Regions from separate parts of the Hordeum vulgare genome. Here region 1 is linked to region 2. The links are chromatin contacts, called in public Hi-C maps. All regions are on one chromosome and are shown on one strand. Each heading gives the region's core, a stretch centred on a gene start, on an enhancer-like site or on the middle of the called end of the contact. The rest is flanking DNA. Distances are from core to core; before and after follow the strand shown.

Evidence for each region. Hi-C and Micro-C count contacts between places; a contact is called where the count stands out from the background.
Region 1: a Hi-C map of leaf shows a contact between it and region 2, with 5 times the contacts expected there. The contact joins the promoter of LOC123452813 here to the enhancer-like site in region 2. A contact is called at or near these places in 2 of 6 Hi-C or Micro-C datasets (leaf and seedling).

The regions. Positions count from the first base shown.
Region 1 is chr5H:48,491,850-48,499,106 of MorexV3_pseudomolecules_assembly, forward strand. LOC123452813 (alanine aminotransferase 2-like) reads right to left here and starts at 2,024. Exons shown (of 15, transcript XM_045129535.1): 1 at 1,821-2,024; 2 at 1,669-1,719; 3 at 1,402-1,452; 4 at 1,143-1,208; 5 at 1,004-1,065; 6 at 844-922; 7 at 671-775; 8 at 170-307; 9 at 1-98. The coding sequence starts at 1,871.
Region 2 is chr5H:47,981,609-47,988,289 of MorexV3_pseudomolecules_assembly, forward strand. No RefSeq gene overlaps it. Among protein-coding and RNA genes, the nearest start is that of LOC123397626, 16 kb to the right of the region's middle. Within about 2 kb of position 4,948, at least 1 of the 3 cell types and tissues checked has open chromatin away from gene starts, as enhancers often do. A contact at or near this core is called in leaf, where this site is marked.

The DNA.
Region 1 (7,257 bases), core at 774-3,273, 510 kb after region 2:
CTAACATTGATGCCCTGAGATCGGGCACCATCCAGCTGCTTCTTGAGGTCCGAAATACTCACATCCCAATCTCGTGATTCGTCAAGGTAATATGGTACCTGAGAAAGCAGATATTATATTTTTTTTACTACAGATTGGCAACCAGTAAAAACTTAGTTGATGTGGATACATTTCGATCTACTAACGTGATACATACAAGAGTAGCACCACACAGGATCATTGAGCTTGTGTACAGAAAGTGTGATGGAATTGGGCAAAGGATGCCGTCTTTTTCATCTCGTATCAATAGGTGCATTACCATATGAACCTGTTTGGAAATCGAACAAACAACTCGATTGTCAAGAATAACATCCGAAAAAAAGGAAAGGGAGAGATAAAAATAACTTGAATCTTGGATGTTTAGTGACATTGATCATGTTATCATGGCATAGTAGGTGCTTTAAGTCAATCATCATAATAGTGATAAGAACGAGGTTCATAAAAAAAGTAGTGCTAATGACTAAAGTGCAGAAGGAGCTTCCACAAAGTAGTTTGACAGCGTATGAGATATAACACTGTCAGGATGCCCAGCAGTAGCAGAGGAGCACAATATCTCCAACTATTATTCAGAGTGTTATGCATAAGATGGTGGACGAAGGAATTGCTCCGCATATGGTGGATCAAATAGTACCGGCGCGGATGCTCCATCTGTCAGGAAAATGTCCTCCGCATTGCATGGGAAAGCATCACGAGTGGCTATTCCAGCAGCAATTGCATTTCGCAACCCTTCAGTACCCTAGAGGTGAAAAGTGTCAGGTCTCATTTCTGCATTTGTGAAAATAGGTTCAGGGTTCCCGATCTTGCCTGACAGTGGCTGTATCCTCCCATTGCTCTCCCAGGAATGAGGTCTAATATCTCTCTTGCCCTTGTTATTGCATCAGAACTGCAACAGAAAACAATCGAGTTGAACTACCGCTTATGAATATGAATGCATCTTGCCCATATGATGCGTGGTGTTAATTACCTGAATATGGAACTAGTTACACTGCAGTTTAGAAGATGCGGGTAATCACACAAGGCAAGAACCTGGAAGACAAGAAAGCATCAGAGCATGGAGAAACGAGAATGTTAATACAAGAGTTCATATGGAGCAAATCGCCAACCTCACGGAAGAACTTAATTGGCTGTTGTCCGAGGTAATGTGGATTGCTAAGGTTGCAATAGATTATCTGCCGGAAGAAATGGAAAAATTAATCACAGTAAAACGATAAAAAAAATGGTAGGAACACTAACAGAAGTAGATGATATTTGGGGAAAGTTTCAGTGGAAGATGATATTGAATTGTTTTTCAATGATGTGATGAGGTCCACAGGAATGTTCAGTTTGTTTTGCAATAACGTGATGGGATTCACAGGAACATACCTCATTGAAAGGGTATACACCTGGATTTGTTTCTAGCTCTTTCTGCATGCGCTGGACACCTCACCAAGGAACAGAAGAGAGGATCACTTGATTTGCATGATCTGCCAAAGCTAGGTGCAAAATACTACTACAGTAGTAGAGTGGCAATTTAACATGGCTCTGTCTCGTGTACAGCGGCTCAGACACACACATATACGGATACAGCAGCTTCCGTTTCTCTCTCAGGGATTTGAATGTCTTGGAAAATAGCGATTTTGGGGATGATACCTGCGCGCGGCGGGCCACGGCGCCCCCGAGGTGATCCGAGAGCGCCAGCACCTGCAAAACCAACCAGCCACCAGCAGCAGCATTGGACTTGGAGCACGGAAGCTGCTGTGGGTTGTGGATCGGACGGCGGCAGAGGCCTGCTACGTACGTACCTTTGGGTTGAGGGAGTCGACGGTGAGGGCGCGCGCGGAGGCGGGAGACATCGCCGCGACGACGGCGGGCGGGGGATCAAGCGGCGGCCTGGGAGGAGTGGGTGGCAGGCTTGGTTTGTTGGTTCTTGGTTGGCTGCCCAAGCCACAGTCCAAAGCTGCTTCACGTCACGTGGTACAGGAGTTGCTGTCGGAAACAAAAGCAATTCTGCAACTCCATTATTGTTCTTGTCGCTGTTGCATCAGAACTGCCATGCCATCTCGCGAGTCGGGGCGTACGTAGTACTTCTTCGCCGCGAAAGCCCGGGAGTATCCCCGGCGATTCGGCAAAATTACAGCGGAGCCGCCATCGAAGCCGATCCAACGGCTCTGCTCGCTCCATGCTAGCTCAAGGGGAGGCGCTCTGACCGTTGGATGCGTCCATTTACTGTTTGCCGTTCGTAAACGTCTCTCCTGGTTACTTTTACCGCCAATATCAGGAGTTAAACCGAGACTCTTTTCTGAAACTAGTAGTAAGTGTAAATGCACGTCTCGATTAATATATAAATATATGTTAACATTGACATGAATAAAAATATAGTTTGATTGCATTAAATATATTACAATTCAAAACAACATTTTCAAGTAGCATCACATGCATAGAGAAAAAAAAATACACTATTATCTTAGTATTTTCTATGGTAAACCTTTTCAGCCGACGTGGAGCGGTCTCATCCACTCGCTCGTGGCTACAGGGCCTACCACGTTATCTCTTTCCTCATCCCCGGGTCCTTCTCTTTCCTTTTTGCCAACCTCCCGGTTGCCATGGGAAATCCTACCCCAACGATCTCCTCCAGCGAGCACCCTCGAAGCCTACCACCGAACCATTGTCCTCCCCTCGATTTCCCCTCTCTCAACTGCTCTATGGCGACCGGAGCTGCAACGCGCATGGCCCGCTAAGTCGCATCCATGGCCGAAGGCGTAATTTACTACATGCTTCAACCGGCATCGAAATTTGATACAACCGACACCGCATTTTGCTACCACCGGTGTCGCATTTGGCTACATCGCACATGGCGTCGCGGCTTTTGCTACAATCGGTGTTTCATTTTGCTACAACCGGCATAACGTTTTGCTACATCCATCACGGCTGAGCTGCGACCCGTGACGGCAGAACCATGCTCGCGTTTGTTGCAATCGTTGATAGAAAAAGCTTCAACAATATATAAAAATGTTTCAACCGGCATAACGTTTTCCTACATCCATCACGGCTGAGCTGCGACCCGTGACGGCGGAACTGCTGGGGAACGTCGCATGGGAAACAAAATTTTCCTATGCGCACGAAGACCTATCATGGTGATGTCCATCTACGAGAGGGGATGAGTGATCTACGTACCCTTGTAGATCGTACAGAAGAAGCGTTAGTGAACGCGGTTGATGTAGTGGAACGTCCTCGCGTCCCTCGATCCGCCCCGCGAACAATCCCGCGATCAGTCCCACGATCTAGTACCGAACGGACGGCACCTCCGCGTTCAGCACACGTACAACTCGACGATGATCTCGGCCTTCTTGATCCAGCAAGAGAGTCGGAGAGGTAGAAGAGTTCTCCGGCAGCGTGACGGCGCTCCGGAGGTTGGTGATGACCTTGTCTCAGCAGGGCTCCGCCCGAGCTCCGCAGAAACGCGATCTAGAGGAAAAACCGTGGAGGTATGTGATCGGGCTGCCGTGGAAAAGTCGTCTCAAATCAGCCCTAAAACCTCCGTATATATAGGTGGGAGGGAGGGAGCCTTGCCTTGGGGCTCAAGGAGCCCCAAGGGGGTCGGCCGAGTCCAAGGGGGGAAGGCTCCCCCCCCAAACCGAGTTGGACTTGGTTTGGTGGGTGGGAGTCCTTCCCTTCCTTCCCACCTCCCTTTTTTTTTCTTTCTCTTTGATTTTTATCTCTATGGCGCATAGGGCCCTTTTGGGCTGTCCCACCAGCCCACTAAGGGCTGGTGCGCCACCCTTATGGCCTATGGGCTTCCCCGGGGTGGGTTGGCCCCCCGGTGAACTCCCGGAACCCATTCGTCATTCCCGGTACATTCCCGGTAACTCCGAAAACCTTCCGGTAATCAAATGAGGTCATCCTATATATCAATCTTCGTTTCTGGACCATTCCGGAAACCCTCGTGACGTCTGTGATCTCATCCGGGACTCCGAACAACATTCGGTAACCAACCATATAACTCAAATACGCATAAAACAACGTCGAACCTTAAGTGTGCAGACCCTGCGGGTTCGAGAACTATGTAGACATGACCCGAGAGACTCCTCGGTCAATATCCAATAGCAGGACCTGGATGCCCATATTGGATCCTACATATTCTACGAATATCTTATCGTTTGAACCTCAGTGTCAAGGATTCATATAATCCCGTATGTCATTCCCTTTGTCCTTCGGTATGTTACTTGCCCGAGATTCGATCGTCAGTATCCGCATACCTATTTCAATCTCGTTTACCGGCAAGTCTCTTTACTCGTTCCGTAATACAAGATCCCGCAACTTACACTAAGTTACATTGCTTGCAAGGCTTGTGTGTGATGTTGTATTACCGAGTGGGCCCCGAGATACCTCTCCGTCACACGGAGTGACAAATCCCAGTCTTGATCCATACTAACTCAACTAACACCTTCGGAGATACCTGTAGAGCATCTTTATAGTCACCCAGTTACGTTGCGACGTTTGATACACACAAAGCATTCCTCCGGTGTCAGTGAGTTATATGATCTCATGGTCATAGGAATAAATACTTGACACGCAGAAAACAGTAGCAACAAAATGACACGATCAACATGCTACGTCTATTAGTTTGGGTCTAGTCCATCACGTGATTCTCCCAATGACGTGATCCAGTTATCAAGCAACAACACTTTGTTCATAATCAGAAGACACCGACTATCTTTGATCAACTGGCTAGCCAACTAGAGGCTTGCTAGGGACGGTGTTTTGTCTATGTATCCACACATGTAAATGAGTCTTCATTCAATACAATTATAGCATGGATAATAAACGATTATCTTGATACAGGAATTATAATAATAACTATATTTATTATTGCCTCTAGGGCATAATTCCAACAGTCTCCCACTTGCACTAGAGTCAATAATCTAGCCCTCACATCATCATGTGAATTACATTGTTATAAATCTAACACCCATACAGTTCTGGTGTTGATCATGCTTTGGCCGTGGAAGAGGTTTAGTCAGCGGGTCTGCTACATTCAGATCCGTGTGCACTTTGCATATATTTACGTCCTCTCCCTCGACGTAGTCGCGGATGAGGTTGAAGTGTCGTTTGATGTGTCTGGTCTTCTTGTGAAACCGTGGTTCCTTTGCTAAGGCAATGGCACCCGTGTTATCACATAACAAGGTTATTGGATTCAGTGCGCTTGGCACCACTCCAAGATCCGTCATGAACTGCTTCATCCAGACACCCTCCTTAGCCGCCTCCGAGGCAGCCATGTACTCCGCTTCACATGTAGAATCTGCTACGACGCTTTGCTTGGAACTGCACCAGCTTACCGCACCCCCATTAAGAATAAATACGTATCCGGTTTGTGTCAAAGCTTGCATCGACGTAACCTTTTACGGCGAGCTCTTCGTCACCTCCATACACGAGAAACATCTCCTTAGTCCTTTTCAGGTACTTCAGGATATTCTTGACCGCTGTCCAGTGATCCACTCCTGGATTACTCTGGAACCTACCTGCCATACTTATGGCCAGGCTAACATCCGGTCTAGTGCACATCATCGCATACATGATAGAACCTATGGCTGAAGCATAGGGGACGGAGCGCATATGCTCTCTATCTTCATCAGTTGCTGGGCACTGAGTCTTACTCAATCTCGTACCTTGTAAAATTGGCAAGAACCCTTTCTTGGACTATTCCATTTTGAACCTCTTCAAAACTTTATCAAGGTATGTGCTTTGTGAAAGTCCTATCAGGCGTTTTGATCTATCCCTATAGATCTTAATGCCTAGAATGTAAGCAGCTTCTCCTAGGTCCTTCATAGAGAAACTTTTATTCAAGTAACCTTTTATGCTCTCCAAAAACTCTACTTTGTTTCCAATCAGTAATATGTCATCCACATATAATATTAGAAACGCCACAGAGCTCCCACTCACTTTCTTGTAAATACAAGATTCTCCAACCACTTGTATAAACCCAAATGCTTTGATCACCTCATCAAAACGTTTGTTCCAACTCCGAGATGCTTGCACCAGTCCATAAATGGATCGCTGGAGCTTGCACACCTTGTTAGCATTATTAGGATCGACAAAACCTTCGGGTTGTATCATATACAATTCTTCCTTAAGGAAACCGTTAAGGAACGCCGTTTTGACATCCATCTGCCAGATTTCATAATCGAAAAATGCAGCTATTGCTAACATGATTCTGACGGACTTAAGCATCGCTACGGGAGAGAAAGTCTCATCGTAGTCAACTCCTTGAACTTGTGAAAAACCCTTTGCCACAAGTCGAGCTTTATAAACGGTCACATTGCCGTCAGCGTCCGTCTTCCTCTTAAAGATCCATTTGTTCTGAATGGCCTTGCGGCCCTCAGGTAGTACCTCCAAAGTCCACACTTTGTTCTCATACATGGATCCTATCTCGGACTTCATGGCTTCCATCCATTTGTTGGAATCTGGGCCCACCATTGCTTCTTCATAATTCGCAGGTTCATTGTTGTCTAACAACATGATTGATAAGACGGGATTACCGTACCACTCTGGAGCAGCACGTGGTCTCGTCGACCTGCGTGGTTCGACAGAAACTTGAACTGGAGTTTCATGATCATCATCATTAACTTCCTCCTCAACCGGCGTCGCAATGACAGAGGTTTCCCCTTGCCCTGCGCCACCATCCAGAGGGACGAGAGGTTCGACAACCTCGTCAAGTTCTATCTTCCTCCCACTCAATTCTCTCGAGAGAAACTCCTTCTCGAGAAAAGCTCCTTTTTTAGCAACAAACACTTTGCCCTCGGATTTGAGATAGAAGGTGTACCCAACTGTCTCTTTTGGGTAACCTATGAAGACGCACTTTTCCGCTTTGGGTTCCAGCTTTTCAGGCTGAAGCTTTTTGACATAAGCATCACATCCCCAAACTTTAAGAAACGACAACTTTGGCCTTTTGCCATACCACAGTTCATATGGTGTCGTCTCAACGGATTTTGATGGTGCCCTATTTAAAGTGAATGCATCTGTTTCTAATGCATAACCCGAAAATGATAACGGCAAATCAGTAAGAGACATCATAGATCGCACCATCTCTAATAGAGTACGATTACGACGTTCGGACACACCATTACGCTGTGGTGTTCCAGGCGGTGTTAACTATGAAACAATTCCACATTGTCTTAAGTGAGTACCAAACTCGAAACTCAGATATTCACCCCCACGATCAGACCGCAGGAACTTGATCTT
Region 2 (6,681 bases), core at 3,698-6,197:
AGGTATACTCTGCAGGACCAGCCCCTGGACATTGATTGTTTCAACATGGCTATACTTATGCTTGCATGTGACAAGGCCTTACTAGCGGTAGATCCTCCGGTGCGCTATCAGCAATTGATGTTCCAACGAGCCTAGACCGGTAAGTTACTATGAAAATCACTTTGCACATTTTATATTCATTGTCATTAACTCCCAAAATAATGATAGTTTATTCATCTACAGGTATGAATCTGGTTATTTTCTTTTCCATTTTATGCTCTCATGGTATGGGAACAAATTTGTTCGTGCAATTTGCACGGTTAATTGCACGGTGAGTGTCCTATAGCACATACTAATAAAAAAATGAAGCATAATTGCATGCTAATGAGATACACTGTTCATGCAGGATGGTTATGAGCTGAGAAAGAATTTTTTGATATATTTGCTCGACTATCATGCGAATGAAGCTGAAGACAACATCCCGTATGATATACGACAAATTTTCAAGTGCCTCAAGTCGGGAGTTAGTAATCCGGATAATAAAAGTGGACCCGTCTCTACACACCTGTAGTCAAACTGTATGTTTTATCGAAATTTATTTGTTCAACTTCATGAATTTGTTTATTGTATTTTGCTATGTTGTGGCTATATATTTATAACATGAATTTTATGTTGCAATATGTTTTGGCGAAAAAAAAATTTAATCTCTGTTATATGTAAACCCGTGTGTTACGACGGGTAAAAAAATACTACAAGGTTTTTTACTGACATTTCCACTCCAAGCGCAAGCAACTCAATCCAGAGGCGATTACAATTTTTCACCCCCAGATGATGATTTTGTAGAAATCTCGTTTACTTTATACAAAAACTCCATGTATTGGACTTCTTTCCGTCGTCCTCTGAGCACACAAAACTAACAACAATCTCCAATCTGCACTTCTCCAGTATTAGAAGCTTTACAAAAAACACAACAGAAGCAACTCCAGTTGCAAGCTTTTACATACTCTTGTGAGGTTATTCAGCAGTTGACCATTGTACTGAAACATGTGCAGCTTTACCATTCGATCTGCTTCAAATATCTGTAGCAACACATGAAGGTACAGGATCACTAAGAGTTTCAATATCATCATCAACCGACTCGGTGTACTGCAAGGCAGCTAGCTCAGATACATTACTGCTCCCAGTGACTACTGGTTTCCTCTGCATAAATCATATCAAGCCAGTAAGCAGGGTTCAGTTACCTCGTTCAACCATAATTCAAAAAAGATAAAATCATACAACTCACCTCAATAAAGAAGATACAAGTTCAAAGCAGCATCTGAGGGAGTGCTACTCACCTCGTGGCCGGAATCCAGATCTTTGACTGTCTCTTTCGTGTCCTCAGATTCACCATCTTTTGGTTCCTTATCCTTGAGGAAAACTGAAGAATAAGAGGCATCAGTTGATAAAGATCCAATTCCATTTTATCCAAGGAAGTGACAGTACAGATTCGATGAACATATATATAGCTGTACTGTCTAATAATCAATAAAGCAAGGTTATTGAACTTTTTTCCCTTGTTTACACTTTGAATAGCACTGTCACTATTTTCATAGCACTCTTTCTATTTCTGATTTTAGATCCTGTAAACATATAGGACACTATCTTAGCCACCTTATTTAATAAGTGCACTATGAGTGAGTGCAGATTGTTCTATGCAGAACCACTCACTTTAGATCTAAATATTTTCTAAGCAAGGCACATATCAAATAACAGCAATAACAGGGACCTATTTTCAGAAAGTTATTTTCACGGGCATTTACCTTTTTCCCTTCCAGCGTCTATAGGCAGTTCCTGGGGCTGAGGAGCCTCCATGAAGCTGATGTCACTACGAGAGGAAGCAGAGCTGGAATTACCATGATTTGAGATACTTGTTTCTTCAGTATCAACCTCATATGGAGAGATGGAATTAATTGCCTTTTCATCTTCTGGCTTGAAAGACCCTTCTTGAAGACCAAGGAAACTTGTGTCAGTCTGTACGGTATGCACAGAACCTGAATCGTTAGGAAAATCATCAGCATTGTCGTCACCATCTAGAGATATTAACGTCCTCTCGAAACTGAACATGCCATCGTAAAGTATCGCAGAAGATATTAACGTCACCATGGTAATCCTTGACTTCATGAAAGTACTTTAGGCTTTTTATCTCCTTAATTCACGTATAATGTTAAGTTTTTTCCCTTCATCTAATTTCCTAATCTAAAAATCTCACCCGATCGAGCGCACGGGTATGATTGCCAATGCAATTTCGTTTTGGGATATGAAAAAGTGCTGTTCTAGGGGTTCCATGATTCTTGGCTGGCCAGCAGCTTAATTGGCGGCTGCATGCTCATCATAACCTTTAATTAGTAATTGTATGATTATGACGGATCGGTGGGACTAGGCTCGACGGCGTGCAACCAGGTCTTTCCAGCAAGATGGTTATGCATGCATGCATCAGCTATGGCACGGTCCAGAAAATAAAAAAAATAAAATTGTTAAGCATGCATGCATTAGCTACGGCACTAGCTAACAACTAGGAGCGTCCTCATCTTATGTTGACGATTTGCACGGTCAGGAAGTGTAGTTTCAGTCCACCTTTATTTTTTTTAGCAAAAGTCCCATGGCTTCAAGCATTGTAGCATGTATTCGTCTATAAAATGAAGCACGGTACATCGATTTGCATACTACACACCACAAGCACTAGGGTCGTTCTTTGCTACGATTAGCTGACATCGCCTACGGTTCAAAGGTATGTTGCATTGGAAGTACGATCATCGTATTCAGGGGAAAAGTATAGACATGTAGATGTACGTGTATATATCATAATTGCAATCAGCTCGCTAATTCTTTTGTTAACATTGTGTATGCAGATGAATGTTTTTGATCTAAACAACGGCTCGATCATTGGTATTATTTCTAATTTAATTCGCTCTTGCTCTAAACAATACATATGGCTAACGATCATTATCAAACTAACTTCCATTTCTTTAGATGTTTCTCGCGTAGTAATGTACGTTGGGCCACTTTAAACGGATTACTATGCAGTCAATGGAATGAGAGAAATAGCAATAGTCCGGGGCAATTATAAAATACTTTTTCTCTGATTTTTTGGCAAAAAACTAGATTTATACGAGGAAGATCAGAAACAAGCAGAATTCACCACTTCTATTGTTGAAGCCTTCAACATGGAGGTTGATCATGCATCCAGTAAGGCTGGTTACTTTGATTCATAATGCATTTGATTCTTCATGCATTCATATATGTTGTGGTCCTTTATTGAAACAGAAACATCCCAGCTCACATTTAAACACTGTCTGACATTGTCCGATGGCGCGGGCGATGATTTAGAAGGTAACTCTTTAGCGACGTACATATTTTTTCCAAGCGAACTGTTCTGTTGTGTCCCGATATATCTATTTATGTTTGACTCGGATGTTAGGAAGGACGGCGTCGTGACACCTCTCTCAGGGACAAGGTTAAAAGTCTGGTGATGGGGTTATAGTCCTAGGGTAGGGTCATAGGCATGCCCTGTAGGTCCTACCCAAGGACTACCCCTCACAAAGGACAAGGCCCTTAGTCAGCTCCGACTGAATTAAGGAGTCCCCATCATCCAGTCGGTAACAGGTCCTCGATCATCTAGTCGGAGACTAACATTCGGAGGATATCAAGCTAACCGACTGGATAGCACTCGGTACATCGTAACCCCCCTAGAGGGAAACGGTCATACGTTTCCAGGTGCATTTATTAGCATTTAGGGCGTACGTTACCTGTAACGTACGCATTCAATCGCCACTACTCCACCCCTGTACCGGAACCGTTGTGGAGAGCAGCGCACTCTATATAATCCACCCTCCCCCGCTGGTAGAGAGGTTAGCAACTCATTTGTATTCCATATTCCACTCGACAACAAGCTCCCTGAGCACTGAGACGTAGGGCTATTACCTCCACAGTAGAGGGGCCTGAACTCATACAACCTCGCCGTAGCTAAGGCTTTGCCCATCCTTTTCGTACCCTACACATCTACTGTCAGGCTTATACCCACGACATCTGATGTTGCATCGATAGGAGCAGTACAAAGATGTCAGTGACAAGCTACGCGAGGGCGTCGAACTGACAAAAGAATATCAAGCAAATAAACATAATAAGCCGGGTGACACATGATAAAACTTGAGGCTAGGGTGACAGAAGAGCTGATTGAAGAGCAATCGACGATGTTTAAATTTACAACTTTGCGTATGCACAAATGGGTTGCTGAAAGATCCATCGACAATGATTAAACTTAAGGCTAGGGTGGCACAAAAGGATCCTTCTTCGCCCTGGTTGCCGCGCGGAGCTTCATAATTTAGACATATAGTGTGCCCATTTTTATTCTCTTTTTTAGGTCAATCCATCTTAATTCTTTAAGATATTTTGTGAGCAACTTTAATTTTTTTAACTTTGTCACTGGATTTACTCCCTTAATTAGATGCATATTTTGTTAGAGACGCAACCTTTGGATAAAAGAGTCCGGGGCCACATCCCTTTTTTAATCGACTCAAGTATAATGCTTACGCTGAAAAAATAAAAATAAAAAATACTCGTCCTTATGTTACTTGCCCCGGACGAGACCCAAATCCGTTGGCCACCGCATGCCGATTCGCGGGTGGTCCGCCGCTACAGGTGATCTGCTTCCCCGTCCGTGCGTTCCTCTTCCTCTCCCCACCGATTTTTGCTCCTACGAGAGATTCCCAAATTCCAATCAACAGGATGTGTAACGGCAAGCCAGGCACAGCATCCGCAGGTCCACACCAGCCGCCGGCGCCTTCCGGCCGTCGAGCACCGCATCCGGGGGCAACTACCGAGCACCGCGTCCGCAGTCCGCTGCCGAGCACCGTATCCGCAGTCCGCGCGTCGACACCGGCCACTGGGGCCGCCGGACACCGCGTCTGGACGTCCACTCCAGCCTCCGTCAGGCATCATTTTTGTCGACAGTGGAAGGCTCTTGCCATGGCCCCGGGTATGTCTCGATCGCTGGTACAGGGGACGTGGCACTGTTTCCCGTTCCCAGCAACTATTCCCCACTCCCTCTACCACCCTCGCGCCGATGTCACCTATGGCAACTGACGAGTGACGTCCATATCCTGGCAACTGCTGGTCAGCTCAGATCGTGCACAATGATTCACCTGTTGCAGTTATCTGCGACCCCGCATGATAAAAAGAAGCACAGGAATCCCTTGTCTCAATTTTGTCCCCCATTCTCCTCTTTCTCATACTCCCTGGGTCACCTCCTGCCGTCTTCATCTCAGTGCCAGTAGCAGCATTCGGGAGTGGAGCGGACGACGGCTTCGTGCCTGCCGTTGGTGCGTGCTGACGGGCGGTGGCGGTCGACGTGATTCGGCTGGGTCCTGGGTGCGCGGGACACCGTGTGTGGCGCCTCTTCAGCACCCTCGCCCCCCACGCTCGCCCCGCGCCGCGCCAGTCGCCGCCCGCTCGGCCGCCGCTCGATCAATTGGACCAGTCAGGTAGAGTCCCGCACCTTGATAATGAATTATGTTGCCTCTCAGGGGGTGCTGCTGTTGATCCCTTACAGGTCATAGTCATGATTACGATGATATGTCTGAATTCAACATATTGTCTGTCATGTATTCGGCTCATTACATATGCCATTTAACTCATAAAAGGAATTGAAACTACATCGGAATGAGCTGTGCTAAATAACATGCAGGTTATTTTGCATGTGATGATTAATGTGCACATGTCTTTCGGTTCCACTGTAATGTGTGGAGGACAATGGTTGATGTGAATCAAGTAATTGGCATTGAATTATAATAGCAAAAGAGCCCGTGCGTTGCAACGGAAGAGAAATAACACACGTTCCGCAATATATTTTCACATGGCATCACATTTGTGTTGCCGACGATGACTTTAGTGCTCACACAACGAAAACGTGATTGAATTTACAGGCACTCGGAATAAGATGAAAAATATGTTTTTCTCCCGACAAGGTTTTCCGAAGGTGAGCATGTGTGGCTAACGATGTTTTCTTTCCTCTAAATTTGCTTTTAATTTAATGGATGTTTATTGCAATTCGTATCGGCGCCGGAAAGAGAGAAAAAAAAGGACCGTACACTACAGATTAAGTTTGCACCGAAAATAATATTTAAGAACTATTCAACAGCTAAAAGTAACATCCTCTTTAGATTCTACATATTTTTTTAATCAAATTTCATATATAACATGTTAAAATCGGAGTTATGGTTTAAAAGATATGGATAATTTTGTTTTAGATAAAATTTGGATTGATTAACTGAAAAGTTAGAGTTTTTTATAAATACGTAGGACGGGTTGATTACTTGAAACATCAGGGGGTTTTCTAAACAATGCAAAAAACGATTCGTTTTCTGACTTAAATCCGGACTGCGGGTTGATTTCAGGAAATGTCGGGGGATTTTATTTGTAAAAGTGGCACGACGAAACGTTTTCCTCACTTAAGGAGGGATTGCGGGTTGATTAACTGAAAACGGAGAGACTTTTTCACAAAAATGCCACGACGGACGACCAGAAACCGTATTTGCTTTATTATTAGGGAGAGAGTTGAGTTTCATGCACCGACCAACCCTGTTAGGCAATGCATGCAGTTAATTCATATTAGGGCAAATCCTTGGCCTAACATGTGGATTAGAATGGTGAGGTTCTCTTAGG